Regions from separate parts of the Mus musculus genome. Here all the other regions are linked to region 1. Evidence: chromatin contacts called from public Hi-C data. All regions are on one chromosome and are shown on one strand. The core of a region is the stretch at or near the end of the contact, and the rest is flanking DNA. Distances in the headings are between cores, read along the strand shown.

What was found. Hi-C and Micro-C count contacts between places; a contact is called where the count stands out from the background.
Region 2: a contact with region 1 is called in a Hi-C map of bone marrow-derived macrophages, with 13 read pairs. The contact joins two enhancer-like sites. A contact is called at or near these places in 1 of 15 datasets of contacts at CTCF or cohesin (pro-B cells) and 1 of 484 Hi-C or Micro-C datasets (bone marrow-derived macrophages).
Region 3: a Hi-C map of bone marrow-derived macrophages shows a contact between it and region 1, with 14 read pairs. The contact joins two enhancer-like sites. A contact is called at or near these places in 3 of 15 datasets of contacts at CTCF or cohesin (the NIH/3T3 cell line, large pre-B cells and pro-B cells) and 5 of 484 Hi-C or Micro-C datasets (bone marrow-derived macrophages, embryonic somatosensory cortex, granulocyte-monocyte progenitors and 1 more).

The regions. Positions count from the first base shown.
Region 1 is chr4:95,869,536-95,873,336 of GRCm38.p6, reverse strand. All of the region lies in intron 14 of Fggy (FGGY carbohydrate kinase domain containing), which reads right to left. Among named protein-coding and RNA genes, the nearest start is that of Hook1, 96 kb to the left of the region's middle. Within about 2 kb of position 1,931, at least 13 of the 459 cell types and tissues checked have an H3K27ac peak or open chromatin away from gene starts, as enhancers often do. A contact at or near this core is called in bone marrow-derived macrophages, where this site is marked.
Region 2 is chr4:95,248,151-95,251,951 of GRCm38.p6, reverse strand. No RefSeq gene overlaps it. Among named protein-coding and RNA genes, the nearest start is that of Gm32240, 42 kb to the right of the region's middle. Within about 2 kb of position 1,696, at least 18 of the 459 cell types and tissues checked have an H3K27ac peak or open chromatin away from gene starts, as enhancers often do. A contact at or near this core is called in bone marrow-derived macrophages, where this site is marked.
Region 3 is chr4:95,339,342-95,343,142 of GRCm38.p6, reverse strand. No RefSeq gene overlaps it. Among named protein-coding and RNA genes, the nearest start is that of Gm32240, 130 kb to the right of the region's middle. Within about 2 kb of position 1,967, at least 10 of the 459 cell types and tissues checked have an H3K27ac peak or open chromatin away from gene starts, as enhancers often do. A contact at or near this core is called in bone marrow-derived macrophages, where this site is marked.

The DNA.
Region 1 (3,801 bases), core at 682-3,181:
CTGTTTCATGGTATTTCTTCTCTACGATGCTGGCAAAAACTTGAAACAAAACAAAACACCATTGCTGAGCCTGTCCACTCCAGGATTGACTCTGTGAAGAGAATAGGCCTAACACAGATGGCTGCCCATGAAGAAGTGTATACTGAATAAGAGAATGAGAGAAAGAAAGGAGACGGAGAAGTTGGCATTCAGACCAGAGACACAGACTTACAAACCATGTCTGGAGAAGAATGTGACCCAGGGTCCACCTGGGCTCTCAGGTGCTCAGCGTGCCTAAGTCTGCAGGACTTCATTATACCTCACGTTCATCTTACTCTCGATTCATAGGGTAGGGGCGAATGTGTATTGGAAGCAATGTCTTAGGCCAATTCTCTCAACTGCATGCTTTCCCCTACATCCCCTTTCTTGACTATATCACAGAACACTACCATTCTAAATCATGGTCAATGTCTGGGGCATAAGACTTCGTCAAAGGGCTGAAAGGGAAGAGAGTACACATCTCTCCCCGCACCAGCATGCCCCAGCCTCCATGGGTTTTGTTTGTTCTATAGACTCATCAATATACTGTCACCACAGAGCCTTTGTCTTCTCTGCCACTGAGGGTTCCTGCCAAGCATCCTTCATTAGGATGGTGACTCCCATTGCTCTTATCATCAGCTTTGCATATCCTCTCTCCCTAACCTGTCTTTGCTCTTTTCATTGCTTCATTTTCTCTTACTTCATTGCCTGCTTCTTGGGCAGTGGAATGTAAGCTCTGTGGCTGATGACATTCAGAGCACAGAAAGCTGGTGCCAGAAGGTAAAGGAGATACCGGAGTTTTGAGTAGAGCTGGGTAGAGAGACTAAGGACAGTGACACTGACTTCAAAACATTTAAAGACCTGATGATAGCCCTTCCTGCCCATAATTCATTACAATCCTATGACCGAGCATGTTGACATTGTTCTTTTGCAATGCATAAACACTTCATCAACATGTGTGGAACAACCATAATAGTAGTTCCTGACCCTTGCTATGGAACTTACATGGGTTGTTTCATGTAAAGCGATTAGAAGAGTGTCCAGCATGCAAACAGCATCAGAAGCAGCATCTGCCACACCGCTGTGTGCACAGATATGGTGGGTTTGTGTGTTCTGCTTCTGTGAATTATATATGGCGTGTATTGCACGTATTTTTGGTTTTTAAAACAAAGCTTGAAATTTCTACAATGAACGATGTGAAACATGTGCTCCCTATTTTAAATTCAAAGTAGGCAGTGTTGAACATTTTATAGGGATTGTTTTCAGTGTTTATGTAGTCAGAAACTTTTAATATGTTTGTAATAGGCATATACGACTTTTTAATCAAAGATTTAAAAGTTTTAAGACATGTAAGCGGGGAGGCGCAAGTTAAGAGCTCAAAATCTGGAACCGATGAAAATATGCTAATGGGGAGAATGATTGGCTAAAAGTCCCAAACACAACTTCTTAGGGGTAAATATGAGTCAAAAGAACTAGATGGAAGGAAGAGAGGACTGGAGATATGAGAAACAAGAAATCACAGCAGTTGCAACACCAGCAAATAGCCATTTCTCTGTAGGCTGCAGGGAATGCCTGTGGCAAAGGCTGGGACAGTGCACACACTGCTGCAATAAGAGGAACAGTTATACACAGCAGGGGTGTACAATGGTATTTCACTAATAACTTTGAAAGTTTGCTGGGGTGGTATGTGTGACCCCTCTCCTCCCCATCTGTCCTGTCCTTCGTTACTTCCCTTCTTTGTACCAAATGAGAAGCCTACTAGACGGAACTGCAATTTTGTCTTGTCCAGACTCAATTATTCCTTCAACTTCAAGAAACTAGATATTTTTTATTCCAAAGGAGGAATGGGATTGCTTTAGAAAGACAGCATTTAGCAGCCCTTGCAATGTTCATTAGTGCCACTGGGTGTCACTATTGCAAAACCAACAAAAAAACCAACCATTAAAAGGAAAAGTAACAACATTTAACTCAAGACACTACGAGAGTGATACCGGATCCAAAAGCAGACACTATATTGCAGAAGGTAGAAACAACTCATTTCTCTATGGCGATTATTAATTTCCGCCTTAATTCAATGGCTCACCCTAAGAAGAAATGACATTTCATTTCCCATTTGCAGATGTTGTTTTCTTTTCTTAAAACATTCCCATTTATTCACTAAGATGAAATCCACACAGAAAGTTTGCAGTACCAGTCGCTTTGTAATCACACTGTCTTCACCGGAGAAAGAAGCTTCCAGAATGAAAACACAAGAGAGTGAAGGAGGCCTGGCTGGGAGGAAAATAAATGCAGCTAACATTAGCTTGCTACTCACCTCAAAGCCATAATCTTATTAAATATATTTAAACATGGTTTTCATTTAGATTTGGCAGCTTGATTAATAGGGATGTATTAAATAATACCTGGCTGTTAAGGGTATATTTAGAAGTCACTGCCATGTAAAGCACACAACGTGCATAATCCAGCTTCATTATTACTTAAGGCTTCTCTGTTCTCTTGGCTGTGGGCACACACATATTAAACATTTAGCATGCACACTCAATGCGTGTTCAGCCCTTTTAAAAAGGCTTTCTGTTTAAACAGAAACATGCAATGGAAAATGAACTCAACTCTAAGAGAAAGGTAACGGATGCTTCCCTTTGCGGACCACTGTCCTGTTATCCAAAGAAAGGAGAGGGGAAGGTCCGGAGCAGTAGCTCAAGTAGCCAGCCTTAAAAAGATGCTCGGCTCCACAGAACCAAGGAAGGGTTCTGTATCCGAAATTTTTTCTTTATCAAAGCTGAGGTCAGTGAATGGCACCTGAACCACGAGGTAGTAAAGGAAGTAGAGGGGATGTGTTAGTGGTCAACAGAGGTGGGGGGGGGGGATGGATCGGTACTGTCCTGGGAATAATACTAGCCAGTAAACAAGGATAGGGACTGTAAGGAGGGATTGCTCTTAATGGCCAGGGAGACAGACAGAGAGAGAGAGAGAGAGAGAGAGAGAGAGAGAGAGAGAGAGAGAGAGAGAGAGAGAGAGAGAAAGACACCTCTAGTCAAAGTGGTTTATCTGCTTGTTTGTTTGTTGATAGTCTCCCTCCTGCACATTTTCTTTTTTGAGACAAGAACTCATTTTGTAGCCCAGGCTAGCCTCAAACTCCATCTGTATCCAAGGCTGACCTTGATTCATGCTGATCCTTCAGGCAAGGCCTCCTGCATGTTACCACACCTAGCGCTGCTGAGTGTTTTTATAGGGGGAAAAAAAAAGGGCTATCTCTGGCCTGCAGAACCCGCTTGGTCAGTTGGCATATTCTGCTGCCCTCTGTGAGTTTGCTTAGTAAGTCTTATATTGGAAGAAGACATTTGAGTGATCTGAATGTCACACATGGTCATATTCTGCTGCTTCAGAACAACCCAGGCAAACATGTAATCATGCCACCGCACTGTTTAGGAGACCATGTTTAAACCAGATAGGTACAGAAAACTGTCAACAATTCAAAACAATTTTTTTTTAAAAAGGACAAGTTTTAAAGTGAAGGTCTTAGTTTATCCTGTCCCTCAAAGAACTGCCTCAGACGCTCACCTGGGCATTTTGGAGTTGGGCTAGAAACAAGGCTACCCAAGGCAACACCTCACCTTTCAGACCTGTAACCTCAAACTTCCCCAAGGCTGAACGGAGGCTCGGAGCAGCAGCTAAAGAGAAATTGGGGTCCCGGTGGAAAGCACAGCATGAAATTCTATTCGTTGTCTGTGTTAGTCATATATGAGACTAGAAGGGGAGTCTGAATTCTCAGGTCCCAGGTCC
Region 2 (3,801 bases), core at 447-2,946, 620 kb after region 1:
GTTCTGACTCTGTTTCTTCCTTAAAAGGGAAGATGGTAGGCAATGGTCATCTGTTAATCTCCTTGTGATGACCTGAAGTCCTAGGACGTGGCCACATGGCCATGCACTCCTATAGCCACAGCTTCTCACTGAACCTGGCTCTCTGACAAGGATCCTCAGGTAAGAACACTGACAGTCCTTTCTACGATCACTAGCGATTTACACCAGTCTCCAGACTAGCACACACCTTTCTATAGGTATACTGTCTAGGCTTGCTCTTGGCTAATGCATCTTGTCCTGGAGCCAAAAACCTATTAGGAGAAGTGAGATAACAAATCCAAACATGATTTTCTCATAGAATTGCACTAAATTCTATTCTTTCCTCATTGATCCACTGAGGATTCATGCACCTCTGAGCCACAATGTCCCTGTGTATTTCATACTAAGAGTGGTTTAAGGAAACAGAAGTCCCTTCCATGCCTAATCTTTTCTGAAGTGGGACATTACCTGAGGGAGAACTTGCTGGTAAGAGTGAGCCATTAAACAAAGACCCATTCTCCAGGGAGACCCTGCCCTCAGTTAGTTCCAGATGTCTGTTTTGGAATCATTGGCTACTATCCCAAGTTCAAAGGCATATTATGGGGAATGTCCCTGGAAAATCAGGAGTTTATTACTGTGGAGAGTAGGAAAGGGGAGCAATAGAGCTACCCCAGGCAAGGGAAGGCCTTGCACCAGGTGAAGAGGTATGGTGTTCTTTAGAGTATTTCACCCTCCTCTATCACATGTGTTCATAAGTATAGATCCTAATCTCTCTGGGCCTTTTTCCTCATCTCTTAAAAAAGCAGGCCAATCTGTTTTATTCACAACTACTGGGGAAGCTTACTGTAGAAGGGATGCAAAAGAGGGCTGCTTAGTACCGTGTAAGTGTCAGAATCACTCCTTTTTAGCTCTCTCTGCTTGCTATTTAAAGAGAATTGGGGGCTGTCAAGAAGACACAAGGAAATGCACGGCCAGATGTTCCCAGAAAACACACCTATGAAAACCAGGCAGTGATTACATCCTGAATCACAGAATCCTGAGACTGGAAACAGCTCTAATAATCAGGGGGTCAAGCTATATTGTTGGTCTCACAACTGTCCACCAGAGCATGAGTGCTGGTCATGGCTGGGAGCTCATTGTTTTTTAGAATGCATGCATGAAAAAAACCATGGGCTAGGGGAAAGCACTGGAATTTCCAGTGTTAGTCCTGCCGAGAATGGAGCCTTCCCTCTCTTCTCCTTTCCAATCTAACACCACTAAGCATTTTTAACTCTCAATATTCTCTAAGTTTGTCATCCCAGCAGCCTTTGCCCTTCATGTTTCTTTGCTCTTTCCACCAACTATGAAAGGCAGTGTACACCCCTGATGCTGTTGATAAGATATCTACTCCCATACGCACACCTCCAGAAAGTTCTCTGTGACCTCCCTACTCTAACCTGCGACCAGAGCATTTCTGTTCCCCTAGTTCCATTCACATGGGAGTGTGTTAAACATTGCTTGTTACCAATTGCTTACCCTGACTTGACTTCTGTTCCTCAGAAGCAAGGCCTGTCACATGCAACATTTCTGTCCCTAGCTCCTCAGCCAGGTCTGACTCCAAAGAAAAGGTCTGAGTGAGGAACTGAGCCTCTACAGGGCTAGAGAGGTAGGAGCAGAAGAGCCCTAAACTGTGCTGCTAAAGAGGAAGCAGTGGGAAACAGGCCAGAAACAGCCTTTAGCTGGTCTCATGAATGAAACTGAATAAAGAGAAAAAGGTTGTGTTTAAAAAAAAAAAATGCCCCAGGTTTTGTTTTGGTTTGATGTCTCTTTGTCCCCAGCTGAGGGCAAGGAAAAGCCAAGAAGAGCATCGTGGCATGTACAGCTTTTCTTTGTCTCTGCACTGTAGACAAAAGAATGCCAGACAAAGATCTCAAAAACACTATGCAATGTGAACAGCATTGTGCCTTTTTTAAGGTTTGGTTTCTTTTTAAGTGAAATGGTATTTATTGAATTGTCATGGATTAAAGAGTTTGCATTGGTTTCTAAACTATGCTTTTTAATTCTTTGAATAATATTTTGTGAATTCTTTGAGAATTTTATATACAACACTATGATACATTCATTCCCTCACTCCTCCCAGATTCACCTTGTCTACACTTACCTCCCCACCTAACCAACTTCTTCGTCTTCTTCATCCTTTTTCCATCCAGCCCAGTTTGGAAATGTTTTTAAGAAGGACAACGGGATAGAATTCCATTGTCTTAACCAAGTTACTTAATGTCTTAGGAAAAGGATGGGTAACATGGTTGCAACTTCCGTGACAGCTACTTTATCATGTGGTAGGTACTTTCTACAGTTATTCATAGTCATCCTGTGGGGTTTCACACATGAAAAAAACCTAATGGTCCAGAGGTGAAATAACTATTCCTGCAGCTAGAAGACCTATCCAGGTATAACCCAAACTAATGTTTTTATTGTTGTTTTTAGAGTTCTATTAACAATGTGGCAGATTGTTAGTTGCCTAGTGAACATCCACTTTGCCCTATGTACTGAGATAGGAAACTTCTGTTCTCTGCTGGATAAATTGCCACGTAGAATTAAGACATTGCCTAGTGTTCTTCATAGTCAGTGATAGTGTAGGACAAACTTCCCCCCAATGGCATGTGGGAAGTAAATGTAATGTCTGGTGGGACACGCAGGGATGGGCCCATGGTTTCTCCTGGTGCTGACCTGGACTGTAAGACATACATTTCCATGCTAGATCTGGAAGGTAGAATGTGATGTGCTAGTAAGGAGGTGGGGTTTTGATGATCATGTGCCTTGCACCAGCTCTGGACCTTCAGAAGCTGCGATACAACAGGAAATCATGGGTTTCAGGCTCTTCCTGAGATGAACAGAACTCTAAGGGCATTTGGTCTCGTTGCAATTTTTTTTCTGGGGGACTTTTAAAAAGTTATTTAAATATTTAAGACCCTGATTTTAAAAAACACACACTAGAAAAGAAATTTAGATGAAAACGAGTATTTTCAAAGGTTCTTTGTTATACTGAGGTGCCAAGTATAGGCACTGGGTAACCAGAGTTTCTAGGTCTGAGAGGACCATAGTAGGCAGAAATCTTTTTTCAAGGATTCCAATGTTCTTAGAAAGACAAGCAGCCATGCATTAATTTATTCAGTGCACTGAGTGTTGGTGTTGCTTGCCCACAAGTCTACTTAAGATTCTTACCATAATTACAAACACGGTTGGCCATGACTTCTACAGATACCCGATTGATACTGTGCTTGTTTTCTAAGGAAACTACAATTGGATCTGCATCTAGGGCCTGAGTTCCTTGCCTTGGTGACAACTCAGAAGAGACTAACAAACCACAGAGCACCTGGCAATGTATCTCATTCAGCTTTATCTTCCCAGTCTTCTTCACACCCTGCCATTTGTCAGGTTGTTCTCAAAGCACTTGCCTATGACCTATCCACAGGCAAGTAACTGCGCTGAGCCTGTTTCCCAGACTGAAAACAGCTAGTAGCATGCATGGCTCTGCACTGGAGTCTGGGTCACCTGAAAGCTAGCTGGCCATGAGGCTTACCACTGAGCTTGAGAGACAACTCATACCATATGGCATATAGTCATGAGACTCAAGGATTTGTTCTCTAAGGTTTGGTAAAGTAAAAGAGAAGGAACCCATAGGTGCAGTGTATCAGACACTGAAGAGATAAAAGAGGAACAAAACTAGACCCTAAAGACTATTGAGTAAGATGACTGCAGAAATAAGTCGTCTCTAATTTCACACAAAATATGAAAGGCAGA
Region 3 (3,801 bases), core at 718-3,217, 530 kb after region 1:
GTCCCAGCGCAATGCAGTGTAGCTCCAGGTGGCTGTGGAACACTTCTCTCATCAACCATGTGATTATACCATTTATATGGAGCAGCAACTCATCTCTGTAGGTCTGGGTTCTCTCTGAGTCAAAGTCTGTCTCTATACCCTCACTCCTGAGCTTCTTTTCTCTCAGAATCCTCACCCCTAGGGGACTGGGGTTGGTGTCAGTTCTATTCTGTCAGTATCTGTTAAATAACAGTAAAATGTATATCTCTCTTATATCTCTCTCTTTCTCAACTTGGCAGGCACAAGGTCAGGATGTCATTTAGCATAGCCACCCTAGTCATTTTCTTCCTTGTATCAAGAATTGGATGCTGGGTGTGTGATCAGAGTAAACTGTTCTTGTCTTGATGCAGTCAGACCAGAAAACAGAAGCATTCAAGAGCATTCTAATGCTGCTCTCTTGGTCCTACTGCTACTGCATTTGTCTGTAGTGCTGAGGATCACACTCAGGGCTTCACACATGTGACACTTGCATTGTATAAGTGTGTGTGTGTGTGTGTGTGTGTGTGTGTGTGTGTGTGTGTGTGTGTAAGTCAGGTAAGGTTCTCTATGCTCCAAGACATGTATTATCAAATAAAAATATGACTACCACCAGATTTGGAAAAAAACAAAACAAAACAAGCAAAATGAATTTACTTTTTGTCGGACAGAAGGAAATCACATCACCCAATAAACCAGTTTAGTTGGCGCCCTGAGGCAGAAGTTGAAAGGCCTATGTGATAAGGGAAAGGAAATGAGATTACTACATAAAGCAAGGTTCGTGGTTCAAGACTCCATGGTTAACATATGTTATAGCTTCTTTTGCCAGTGCTCTGGCAAAATACCTGTCAGAAGCAATATAAAGAAGAACAGCTTGTTTTAGATGCTGGTTTAAAGGGACAGAGTCAGTCCTGGTGGAGAAATCATAGCAAGGAACAGGAGGCAACTGGTTACCTTACAGCTCTTTACTCGGGAAGAAGAAAGAACCAGATGCTGGTTGGCTCATTTTCTCCCTTTTTCCTTTTTAGTCACTCTAGGACCCTAATCCATAGGACAGAGCCGTCCATATTCAGGGTGAGTCTGCCCTCCCCAGTTAATCTCTTTGTGTCCAGTCAAGTTGACAGTGAAGACTAGCCATCACAGCTGATGAACTAGATCTTATCCTCTTTGTTATTATACCATGCTGACCAAAATCCCAGAAGAGTTCTCAAGGAAGTCCACAATGCTCACATCAACTCTCTAGTGCAATCCAGGGTCCTAGCGAAGGTGATTTCCCATGATGATAGCTCAGATTGGCAATGACTTGCAACAATTTGTTTCCTACCTCCAACTAATAGATAGGAACTGTAAGAATATCAAATATGAGTCCTTTCTAGCAAATACTATAAAACTTGTGTTTAGGACAAGAAATTAAAATCATTTTCTCTCTCCTACTTTGTAAGACTTTTATACAAATGTTTTAATCCTCCCCACCCAGTAAAACGTTTTGGTTACACAGAGGCCCACTGCTCTAGTCTAGGAATTTGCTACTAGGAGCAGTAACCCTTTCCTCCTAGGAAGAGTTACCCCTTGCCCTTTCTTCCATTTCCTGTGTGCCAATTATTTTCAGCCAGTGGGGAAAAGACATAGCCATCACCTGAGTTAGAATAAAAGCCAAGTGCTCTTCCTGAGAGCACTCTCTTGATCAAGGGTAAAGTTTATTTTGTCCAGATATTTCAGCTGAAGTAGCAGCCTGTTGCAACCCCATACCTACTTCTAGCAGAACTGAAATCCAGACAAGAAATGACAAAGATACCCATTGGTTTCAAAGTTCCCACCTCTTTGGGTGGCCAAATTTTATTGAAAGCCTCAAAAGTTAAGTAGGACAAAGGGTGAGTCTGGGTCCCACTGCAGAAAAGCTCGGGTATGTCATCCTCAACACAAAGCAGATAAAATCCAGATTCTCTGGAAACTGCACCAAGTGATGCAAATGAACCTTATCATTTCATCAGAGCCTTTCTTGAAGAATATGACAAGGGGAATTCATGGAGCAAAGATTGCAAAACCTAATAAAAACGCAATTCTCTTAAATCTTTCAAACTTCCCCTTTTAGAGCGCACTTGAAATGATTGTATGACTTCAGAGGATATATATATATTTTTTTAATTGCAAACTGTATTAGCATTGGCTTAATCCCTCCAGCATGGTATTAACAGTAACCAAAAGTAATACAGCTTTTCAACTAGAATCACTTACATTGAAAATGAGAAATTGAGTACCAAGAAAGACTTCCTTTAAAATGAAAAAAAATTAAGTTTCTGTATGTATAGTGAAAGAAGACGAATTTTCATTGCATTTCCCCCTTACTATTAAATATACAGACTATAACATCTTTAAGAATAAAATATCTATATAAAAGAATTTTAATAAGAAACATTCAAATGGGAAATTAGAAAAGATTAATCAAGAAATTTACTGGGCCAATAATGTTTTAACTTACAATTATTCAAACATTTGATTATGTACCTCCAATTGGAGAGCCAATATTGTCTTAATTTTGATCTCCACAGTAAACTGTAGTACTTTCTCTTAGAAGGAAACATGATAAACTCTACTGACCACTGGTTGGTGCTTTGGGAAAAACTTAAATGAGATAAACACAAAATTACCACATGAAAGCTTGCTTTCCAAATGAACACTGCATCTACTTCACTGAAGCTCAGGGATCCAGAGTAAAGGCCCTGGGATGTGCTCACCACACAGAACCTCAGCTGCACCGATGAACCCTCCTGCTGCGTACTTCTTTTTGAGATTCCTCGTATAAACATCTAATACAAGTGAAACAAGACTTGATGCATTTATAGTATAACTAGCTTTATGAAAACACTCAGAGATGCCAATACAAACACACATACATACATACCCACACACACTTACAGGAAGGAAAGAAAAAAAGGAAGGAAGGAAGGAAGGAAGGAAGGAAGGAAGGAAGGAAGGAAGGAAGGAAGGAAGGAAGGAAGGGGAAAGCTTGGGCAGACTCTGTGCCTTTTTGCAGAGCCACCTTTCATAGTTTCTTCAGGACTTTCATAATGACAAACAATATTGAAATGCCCAAATGAGGAAGTCTCGGGGATGCCAACTATCACTATGCTAACTATACCCAATGCCAGTTTTCATCAGAAGTAATTACAAGATTTTGTGGCTTGATGTCAGCAAAGCAAAGTGTACAATTTCGCTTTAAGAATGGTTTCATTCTGTAATATCCTAATAATGCTGTGATGTCCATTTCAGGAAACACTGATATAACTACAAATAGCTACCAGGTGGCTATGGATATTTGCAAGGACTGTGTTTCCTAAGTTGCCCTCGTCAGGGTATTTTATCCCAGCAACAGGGTATTTTATTCCAGCAACACAAAAAGGAACTTCTACGGAAGCTTTCTGGGGACTGACTACAGGTCATCACAATGCAGAGCCTGAGACCTCCCTGTGAGTTCTTTCATGACTGTGGCCCGAAGCAGCTGTGACATCAGTGTTGTCATTCTCTTGTCTCAGCCCAGCTTTCTGAAAGTCAGAAACTGCAAATGATGTCTCCATGTTCACACAGACTATGATGGATGGCTAGGCATGCTGGTCATCTTCAAGTCTCCTTCCTGCAGGACTGGACAGGTCCTGATATGCATGCATACTCTTTATCCCCCATCTGTGTGCAGCCCTGAGAATATTCAGCTCTAAAACTGGGATGATGTAATCTATCACCTTGGATTCTCTTAAGTCCTCACTACTTGCAGTGTGGTCCACAGACAAG